Linked DNA regions of Mus musculus: region 2 is linked to region 1. The links are chromatin contacts, called in public Hi-C maps. All regions are on one chromosome and are shown on one strand. The core of a region is the stretch at or near the end of the contact, and the rest is flanking DNA. Distances in the headings are between cores, read along the strand shown.

Region 1 (5,019 bases), core at 644-3,143:
ACCTCCACATTGTTGAAATGAGAAATTTGCTTACTTTAGTATTTCCCAAGATTCAAATGTCCCCATGTTATCACAGAGGCCACATCTTTCTTGCCCTTCCCCCGCCCCCTCGGTACTCACCCTGGTGGAGGCTACTGCTTCCTGAACACTCTCCATGATGAACTCCTTGGTGATCCTTCGGGAGGGTAGCTCATTGAAGAGAGAGTTGATGAGCGCCACTTTAGCAGCATCCCGCCTGGCCTCAGCTCTACTTAAGCAGCACTTGAGAAGGAAGGAGAGGGAGTGTTAAAGAAGTCAGCATCTCACAATTCCAACACTGCATTTCCACGTATCCATTTATATGGGTTCTGGACTCAGACTGTTGGTGTTCAGCTCTTAACTGTATAAGCCTTTGAACTAGTTAATTATTCTCTGTGTGTGATGTCCTTCTTAGTAACATAATAGTAGGGTTGAATCTGAAATTGATTAGTTGATATGCAGAAACTCTCATCCAACACAAGAGATCTAACACACCCACATATAAGCAAGAAGGCTTTTGGTAGAGCATGAGGCAGCAAATCTTTCAAACTTTAGATATCTCCCAAGGGTTAGAATACTTAGATCAGAGAGTTTCTGCATATATGGTTTTATTTTGTGCTATAAACTTGGCCAGAAATATAAAGGGCCATAAGATTTGAGTCAGGTTGTCCTTCAGTGATGCTTAAATGCTGCGTCTTTGGGAATTTTGGCCTACCACTTTCAAGCCAGGCTGCAGGCCCCGACCATATTTGAGTATAATTGTTTGCTGGTCATTCCCTGCTGTCTCCTACCTTCATGCCTTGATTATTACACATTTTTCTTTGTGTCTCTCCCCTATTACATAATTGTGATGTAATTTCTTTGCATCCCTGCCCTATTATGATATACTGAATGGATAACAGACTGAAGTATAGGCTAGTCAGTAACAAACCAATAAAACACCTAATAAAATGTGTAAGAAGTTCTTTCAAGAATAAATATATATACTTCTTATTGTTAAAAAGTACCATTCCTATACACTTTTATGGTATTGTGAGCCAGCAATATGAAAGTATATTAAGCATGGGCTAAAATTCATAAGGATAATTGGCTATTATGCTCAGACCCTGATATGAGCATTTTTGCCAATGTATAGGCAAAACAATGTTATGTTTATTATTCTTTGACAAACTAGTTTCCCATTAAAAAAGCAAGGGTTTTGCCAATATTACACAACATTTGTAACAGCAACTCGTTTTAATATAAGTTTGGCTTTACAAAATCTACAACAGATCTTTAGGATTTTAAAATTTAGGAAATAAAAGTCAGATCAGAGCAATCTTAAGAAATACTTTTCTGTCTAAATAATAGTAGTTTAAGCCAACTTTGTGTGTATGTGTGTGTGTGTGTGTGTGTGAGAGAGAGAGAGAGAGAGAGAGAGAGAGAGAGAGAGAACACTACATAGTTAAAAGAAGCTATCTATTTAAGTAGAGCAACTAAGTACTAGATCAAAGGACGCATGTACATTTACAGCAGTATGGCACTGCTTCACAGATCAAAGTAGAGTCAGGCAGGCAGGCAGGCAGGCAGGCAGGCCGTAGACAGAGCCTTTACCAGGGAAGCATGAAAAAAGAAGGTGGGGGACTCAGCTAATATCAAGATGTGAAATCAGACACCTGCCGTCACTTGTTTTATTATTTCAGTGTACTGTTGGGTTTTTTTGTTTGCTTGCTTGCTTGCTTTTCCCTCCCAATGGGGAGAAAGTGTGCCTGTTAATAAGCACATAAAACCAGCTCAGAGCCATCCAAGAACTTTTCTCCCTATTGTCCTTTGTATTTCTGAAAGACAAGTTCCTCAGAATGTCTTTAATGTTAGCCAGCTGCTTTCTTCTGAAACTACAAATCCAAGCCAGTAACTGCCGCCTGTTTTGGTTTTGAGAGCTTTAAGGAGGGCCTTTCCCCCATAAGAACTTGTACTTGGGCAAGCAATTTAGCTCATTTGCAGTCTGCTTGGGGTGTCAAAACCAAAGTCCAGATGCTCCTGTAAGAACAAGCACTTTCAGAGTCACCACCAAACAGTGGGGACCACTGTAAGAAAATAAAATATGGCAAGTTACAGGGTGTTTTATTGTTTTCCAAACTGGTTATCAGGGCCATCGATAGGGGTAAGTGAAGTATGATGTTATTTCAAAGCAGCTCCCTGCTGGAATTAGACTTTCCCATATGGTTTATTCTCACTGTTTTTCCACCAGACCTCATCATAAATACAGATCTGTAAACTGCTTTATGTGCCCCCCCCATTCTTATTCGCTAATACAGAGAGACAGCTTCCATCCTCTGCACTCTGAAAGTTCTGAGCTTGAATATTCAACAGTCATGATCTTTAGCAAAGTCAGCTGTGGACTTCTTAGGCATGTGAAATGAGATGCATTGTGAGTGGCCAGCAGACCCCACTCCATTTCCATTAAACTTTCTAAATTCTACTGGATAAGAAAATTTCCCCAAGCCCAAATCCTTTGGCTTTGTATTTTATTTTGGAGTTTAGGTCATCTGCTGGTCATCAGGAGCCCATAGATGACCCAATGAAGATCTCCACTGAATCTACCCCAAAACTCAAGTCCAGTAGTTCAAGACCCTTGATGCTCATTTTGCTGTTACTTGGTGACTTGTTAAATACGTCTAATTCCAGGCACCAAACTGATTAATAAAAATAACTTTATATAATAAAGTGAATAGTGAATGGTATGCATGTATGTATCTGGGGGAGGGGGTACTGATTTCAGGCATATGTGCATCATTGGATGTGCCTGGAGGACAGTCTTTAGGGGAATATGTCTAGAGGTAAGCAGACAATTTTGGGAGTCCATTCCCTCCTTCTACCACAGGTCCCAGAGAGTCAGCATCAGGCAAATCATCTTACCTGCTGAGACATCTTGCTGGGCAGCTTACTTTTTGGGATGGGATCTTCCACTGAACTCAGAGGTGACCAATTAATTAGATTGGCTGGGTAGTAAGCTTGAAGACCCAGTGCTGAGATCTGAGATGGTAGGTACATGTTTTTATGCCTCACTTTTTTTTTTAATATGTGGGTACTGGGGGTCAAACTCATAACCTCACACTTGTGTAGCAAACACTTGATCAACTGACCCAACTCCCCAGCTCCCAAATATGCATTTTAATAAGCCTTCCAGATGATTCTGAAGTCCCTAGGCTCGTTCTTAGAAAAATGCTTCTTCAGCTGCTTCTGCCTATCCCACTTCTAACTGGCAGTGGCAGAACCCGGTTTTGTAGGTCTTGAGCCTTACAATATTTCATGAAACTTATTTAAGAAAAACAATGACAAATTTCAAGTAAGATATGTTGACATTATGCTTTTAGTCAGCCAGCATAGACGCTTCCTTGTCTTCCTGATAAATCCCCCTTTGTGAACACAGAACAATGCTAGTTTCTCAGTAGAGGAACTGTTCTATATAAGAATCAAGTAAGGCAAAATTCAGGTTAAAAAGTTCTTTGATAGTCCTTCTAAAAGTTTATGGCTTTTCTAAATTACATTAAAGTTCTGCTTTTATTCTCAAAAGGTTTTTATTTCTTCTGTGAACAACACAATGTCAAGATACAATTAAGATTAATCTGTAGGCTGTCCTCAAATCAAATAGTAGCTAATCGTGTACTCTTCCTTTCTTTCTTTCTCTCTCTCTCTTTCTTCTTTCCTCTCTCTTTCTTTCTCTATTTCTCTCTTTCTCCCTCTCTCCTTCTCTCCCTCTCTGTCTCTCCCTTTCTCCCTTTCTTCCTTCCTTCCTTCCTTCTTTCTTTCTTTCTTTCTTTCCTTCCTTCCTTCCTTCTTATTTTGAATGCAAAGAAGTTCTTAGAATTAAAATTTGGTAATCACAGGCAAATTTTAAGTAGGAATGCCTAACAAGAAATCAGTATCAGTCGGGCAGTGGTGGTGCACACCTTTAATCCCAGCACCGGGGAGGAAGAGGCAGGTGGATTTCTGAGTTTGAGGCCAGCCTGGTCTACAAAGTGAGTTTCAGGACAGCCAGGGCTATACAGAGAAACCCTGTCTCGAAAAAAACAACAACAACAACAAAAAAACCAACAACAAAAAGAAATCACTATCATTTTTAATAACTTATGAAACACTTTAAAACTGTTTATTGATGTGCTCCTTATATATTTTCTTGTCATTCTGACACAATTCAGAATGAAGAATAACTTTCATAAAATTTGTCAATGGATTGATTTTCTTCCATAGCTTGTTTTAGAAAATAAGCAAGATGCATGTGCCAAGTCATCATTTTTATATCCAAGATTTTATTGAACGTATATCCTACATATGGTAGGTTCTGTTGGAAGGCATATGGAAAGATATCAAGTCCATATTAACAGACTTCCTAGAATTATTCATCCATGTGCTTTAAAGATCAAGAAAAAGGCCCTTCTTGTCTGAAATCTCCAGAGCTAAATTAAGTACACTCTACTCAGAGCCTTTGTAACATCAGCTGAGGATCTGCAGAGGCATGGTGAGCAAGATTTGGAATAACTGTAATGTTAAGTGTCTGCAAAAGTTAAAGACTGTAAGGATATGAAAACCCAAATTAAAGATTCATCCTTGCTGGTGTTAAAGACAGATCTTTAATAATTTAGAGGACCTTGCTTAACAGTGCATTGTACCCAAGGGGTACAAGGGGTACCCAGGCTAAGATTTTGCAAGTGACAAAACAAATAAACCAACTGCAAGAAGTGAGAATTCTTTTCCTAATCTTAGATGCTGTAATGTCTGTCTTTCATGTGGTTGAGAACATTTTGCCTTTGCAACCTGCAGTCTAAGTTTCTGCAAGTGACTTGCAGAGTTTGTGTGTATGGCCTGTGGGCTCTGGTCAGTGTCACCAACACCTCAGTTTCATCCTGACAGCAAGCAAGCCTTCAACAAATAGAATTCCACAAGCCAGACCCTACTACTCTCAGTTCTTTAACACTTTGACCTCTCTGGTCAAAGCATGAACATTTGTATGTGTTCCAA
Region 2 (5,651 bases), core at 2,836-5,335, 120 kb before region 1:
TGCAACTTCTTCAGTAGCAGACAGAAAACTGGTCACTAAAATCATTGCTCACGAACTGGCACATCAGGTATCACCAACGCATACCGTTATATCTCACTCCCTAGAGTTTTAGTAAATACCTGTATGTTACTAAGCATATTACTATTTTGTGGTTTTAGTGTTGCTATTATATAAAATGACAAAGGGAAGAATTTCACCTTTAAGCTATTTCATGTCCATTGTCTCATCTCATAAACGCCCTATGGTGGGCCATAATCCCATTTTACAGGAAGACAAATTTATGAAATGATTTGTTCAAACTCACACAGCTGTGATACCATTAAGCCTCGAAGAATAACTATACATTCAGATTATCTTTTTTAGTATCCCAGTGCTGGGACCAAGCCCAGGACTTTGTGTTTGCTAGACAGTGCTATATCATTGAGCTAAATTCTCCAACCTTGGAAAATCAGTTTTTTTCTAAATTGTACTTATCTGTGCCATGTCTAACAACTACTGGCTTCTCAATGAAACCTTGTAGGATAGAGCGTTTTCCCTCAGTTACACCATCTCCCTTATTAAGCAGAACCTTCTTACTGTGTAACTAAATCTCTCCTATCTTAACTCAACTCTCGAGTACCATTTCATAGGTGTGGGCTATCATATCCAGCTTTCTACTAACGAGTCTTGAATCACAGTTGTCAGGACCAATTTTCTTTTTCTTTTTTCCTGCTACAAGTTGGTTTTCTATTAATGTAGAAGAAGGAGCTTTCCCTAGTGTAGAGTAAAGGAATTCTCTGTATAAGATGAAAAAAGGAAGAAAAAAATGTTCGTGAACATTCCCATTTCCAACACATTATCTCTGTTGAGCCCTCAATATGAGATGCTTTTCAGTGGGTTTGGAAGCTGTGAGGAAGCTGTATTTGAAGAAAGACTAGAAAGTGCTGTGGCCAGTTAACTTTGCCTCAGACATCATCTATAGATGGCTGTGACCCTTGGAAGAACTTTTTAGCAAGCTGATATATCAAGTATATACTTACTGCTATACATGAGCTGAAAGAAAAGTGGTCTTTTGTGAGATTTCTTCTAACTCTGTAGAATCTGTTTTTTATTTTATCTTCTGTTTGGGGCTTATAACTTATCTTCCTGTTAAATGGTTTTTAAGATACTACCTTTGAAAAATAAATGATTGCTACTCTCAAATGTAATTGTTTGTTTTATTAATAATGTATTTTTTGCTACTGTTGTGAAATAAGCCCCATACCACATTGACAAATTTGCATACCCCATGACCACTTTTTTTTGCAAATGTGGGTGCATGCATGTGCATGTGTGCTTGTGTGTGTGCATGTATGTATGTCTGTGTGTGTGTGTGTTTCTGTCTGTGACAGTGCATCAGGAGTCCTCTTCCAGCACTCTCCACCTGTCCTGAGGCAGGATCTCTTTCTGAACCTAGAATTCATATCTTAGAGAGGTTGGGAGCCAACAGACCCCAGTGATTTACCTGTTTATATGTCTGTAAAACTGGGATTGCAGACAGTTTTTAGAGAATTACATGGTGGCTTCTTACATAGGTGCTAAGGTCCAAAATTAAGTCCTCAGGATTGCAGGGTAAGTGCTAATGGCTGAGCCATATCTTCATACCCAAAAGTATTTTGAACATATGTTATTTAGGAAGGTCTCTTACCTTTTTCCTTCTTCTTATTACTATATATAAGAAACCATTGAAAGATTACTCTGACTTCTTTTGTGCGGTGTGTGTGTGTGTGTGTGAGAGAGAGAGAATACATACATACATGCCAGGTTTCTATAGGAATGTTACTTAAATTTTAGTCAGAAAGAATCATGTGTTTTGAACCTCAGGTAATGGAAGAAAAGCATGAAATCCAGGCAGATCCTCTGACAATAGGAAAATCTTTACTTGTCATGGATGATTTTATATATATAAATTGGAAAGTAATCTTACAGAGTTGATATTAGATCAGATAATTTCATTATCTAAGGAGTTTCACTTTAATGAAGCAGCTTAAAATTTTCATTACAGCCAGGCGGTGGTGGCACATGCCTTTAATCCCAGTACTTGAGGGGCAGAGGCAGGTGGATTTCTGAGTTCGAAACCAGCCTGGTCTACAGAGTGAGTTCCAGGACAGCCAGGGCTACACAGAGAAACCCTGTCTCGAAAAACAAAAAACAAAAACAACAAAAAAAGCCATTACCTATATAAAACATGTTGTATATAGCATATGTTAAAAATTCACACATATTTTAATAAGTAAATATAGTCTTTCCTGCTTTTTCCCCCATTCAGTTTAGGTAAAATGTTGAACTTTTTATTTTACTTCTAAAATCAATTTATACAGCTTTCAAAATCCTTTCTTTTTTGGGATAGTTTGTATAACTTTTATAAGACTTTAATTATTCTGGGTATAGATTGTTTTAAGATATTTTGATTATCTTCAATTAGCCTGATAGTCCATTCAATTAAGAAATTCCTGAGTCCTGCTGGTGACGAATTTGTCTCTTACAGTGGTTTGGAAATCTGGTTACAATGCAGTGGTGGAATGACCTGTGGCTAAATGAAGGCTTTGCCACTTTCATGGAGTATTTCTCTGTGGAAAAAATATTCAAAGAGCTCAACAGTGTAAGTACTGTGTTTCTTTGTCCTATGAGGAGGGAATAGCCACATTATAAGTTAGTATTTACCATATATTTTCTACATATTTGAGATAATTTGAAAAAAGTTAAAATCAGTAATGCTGGAGACTTGACAATGAAACCCACTCTTGCATATTGAAGTATTTCATTAAACATTAAAATGATTATTTTTTACTTTAGGATGATTATTTTAACTATTACATTTTATTTTATAAGATGTGGTCCTTTTGTTTGAAGGAATGCAGATAAAATTGGAAAATAACTTAAATACTTGTATAAAAAGAAATGAAATGAAGACTGGCTTCATACTGCTTTTTATATTGTCACTGAGTGCATTCTTTCAACAGTTCTTAAGTAACATAAGTTGCTTAAATAAAGAAACAAGGGCGGGAGATATGGCTAAGCAGTTAAGAGCACTAGTTGCTCTTCCAGAGGTCCTGATATCAATTCTAAGCACATGGCTCACAACCATCTATAATGTGATCTGATGCCCTCTTCTGATGTCTCTAAAGACAGCAACAGTGTACTCATATACATAAAATAGAATCTTTTTTAAAACCAAACAAATAAATTACTATTGCTGCATACAAACCATGCATTTGTTTCAAAGATTGAATACCATTCTGTTAAAGAGAGGTATTGTGCTGTGAGTGTGTCATTAGAGACTGGAGATACTTCCTGTACTCAAGGATTTTCAGACACCATAGGTCATAATTTCATAGGCATTGCTGAAATAATTCAAGTATTATTGGGTAGCTGAAGGGAAGCACAAAACATGTGCCTCTCAAACTATAGGACAGTCTCCCACATAGTATTGTCTTCAACCCTAAAATTCTGTGACTTGCTCTTAGACGCTTACATACATTTTTTAGGTATTTATAAGAAGTATTCTTGGGAGTTTTTAGTTTGACATTTCTGTATATAGGGCTTGATTCCGACTGCAAGTAATTTTTAGTTGAGATACGAAATAGGTAGTTTAAATAATGTGTGCTACTTAATTAAACATTGAAATACAGAGTCTCACCACTTGGGGGTGCTGAGAACACTTTAAATTCTAATATACATTCTAGGGACACTCTTGGCTGAGCTCTCAATGCTTTCAGAATAAGAGTTGTATTTTCTTTTAAGTAACCTCTAAGAATTATATATCACTTTAATAGAAAATCAAGGTAAGGACCCCATTTCTGCCCTAAGTTTCAATTTCTGTTTTAAAAGTCTACTTTAACCTTTGTTGAATATTTATCTTGGATATTCAGATTTGGAATTTGCCTCTGATAGTCAGAGATTCTCAATTTTACAGTTATGCTCTCTTTTCAGAAATGCAGATTCTCACATGCCTCAGTTCTCAGTGCCGTTTTAAGCTTAAGGAACTGCATACAATTTACTTCCATTTGTTTATATGCTGCACCTTAGTGAGCCCAGGTGTTTTTCATTCTGTAGCAATTGTGCCTTTATATCGGTCATGACTTCCTACTGCTTTATCTTTTGCTAGTATGAAGACTTCTTAGATGCTCGATTTAAAACCATGAGGAAAGATTCCTTGAATTCGTCTCATCCAATATCATCATCTGTTCAGTCTTCGGAACAAATAGAAGAAATGTTTGATTCTCTCTCCTATTTTAAGGTATCACTGTGCACAAAGAAATGTACTTTTACTAGACTTCAACCTTATTTTGTAGGTCAGCAAACAGCGTGATTCACATTACAGACTGAACAAGCGTTGCCTTTGGTATCCTATTGAAGTTTTAACTGTTTAAATTTTAAATATGTAAATCTGTTTGGTCTTAACGTTTGTGTTTCTGTCTCCCTTTTAGTCAGTGTGACTAGTTTTCAGGCAGTGAAGCAGATCATGTAAGAATTCATCTTTCAAAGTTAGTTTTCTCCCTGGATCTGTCCGTAGAATGTGTGCTTAGAAGAGCATCCTAAGCAAAGCCCTTTATTGTGGTACTCAGAATTGAGGTATTTTCTACAATCAAGATCACCAAAAAAAATTAAGCATAAAAAGTTATTTTAGTAATTGACAGTTCTCCTTCAGGATGTGAAACATTAGACACCAGGACAGTGGATGGAAAGTAGAAGCTGGCTTCATTCTGAGCAGGTTGGAGAACAGAGGGAGTGTGGTACTGGTATTACCTGAATGGATGCTGTACAAGGGTGATGCTAAAGCTTATGATTGGTTGTCAGAGTCCTTGGATAGTAAATCCCTCTGCTAGATAGCGAAGAAAATACATTAAGTGTGAGGATAGAAACCATACTATCAAAAAGCTCAAAATTAGGAGGTAAATACATGTGAATGAGCAAGAGAGGCTGTGTGTGCTGAAATAGTACAAAAAATGTATGCATGTTGAAGAGAGAAGCCAAAGAGCACAAGGTAGGGCAGATATGGACTTTGAAGAGGAGAGCCAGGAGGGCTGATGTCTGGGATTCAGAGATGGAACCAGGCTTAGGAAGGTAAGAAAGAAAGCATGAGCCCAGCTACAGCAGGTCCTGAGTGCCATAAGAAATCGATGATGTTTTTTTAACATAAGGATGATTTGATTAAAGTTAATATTTAGAAAATTTAAATTGGATTCAGTTAATAAAGTTGATTCCGAGACCACAAATGGGACATGACACTGAAAATCAGACATGCAGAGTGAACGTTTGCAATGAATGGTCATAGCAATGGGAAGAAAACAGATCTAAAACTAAAGGGAGTTTTGTACTTGAAGGACTTAGTGACAGGGTAAAACAGATAAAGAAGGAGGCAAAAATGTTGTCTGGATTAAAGCCTGATGAAGTAAATAATAGTACTTTTAACAAGAAATTAGGAGTTTAATGTGAGTATACAGAGGCACTAATTTTTTCTTATCTGCAGTTTTTCTTTCAGGCTTCAGTAAACTATTATTAGCCATCTTAGGAAAAATACTAAAAGGAAAGACCAGAAAAGCAGTCTGTAAATTTTAAACTACATATCATTCTGAGTAATATGTCCTGCATGGGCATGAGCCAATTTTCCAGTGTAACCATGTTGTATA

The links. Hi-C and Micro-C count contacts between places; a contact is called where the count stands out from the background.
Region 2: a Hi-C map of cranial neural crest shows a contact between it and region 1, with 1.7 times the contacts expected there. The contact joins two enhancer-like sites. A contact is called at or near these places in 1 of 484 Hi-C or Micro-C datasets (cranial neural crest), 3 of 115 datasets of contacts at active chromatin or transcription factors (embryonic stem cells and stem cell-derived neural progenitor cells) and 3 of 9 other capture datasets (adipose tissue, liver and pancreatic islet).

What each region holds. Positions count from the first base shown.
Region 1 is chr17:17,438,890-17,443,908 of GRCm38.p6, reverse strand. It overlaps Lix1 (limb and CNS expressed 1), which reads right to left. Exons shown (of 6, transcript NM_025681.2): 3 at 121-261. Among named protein-coding and RNA genes, the nearest start is that of Lix1, 39 kb to the right of the region's middle. Within about 2 kb of position 1,893, at least 26 of the 459 cell types and tissues checked have an H3K27ac peak or open chromatin away from gene starts, as enhancers often do.
Region 2 is chr17:17,565,290-17,570,940 of GRCm38.p6, reverse strand. Lnpep (leucyl/cystinyl aminopeptidase) reads left to right here. Exons shown (of 18, transcript NM_172827.3): 6 at 1-67; 7 at 2,507-2,620; 8 at 4,127-4,258. Among named protein-coding and RNA genes, the nearest start is that of Lnpep, 56 kb to the left of the region's middle. Within about 2 kb of position 4,085, at least 2 of the 459 cell types and tissues checked have an H3K27ac peak or open chromatin away from gene starts, as enhancers often do.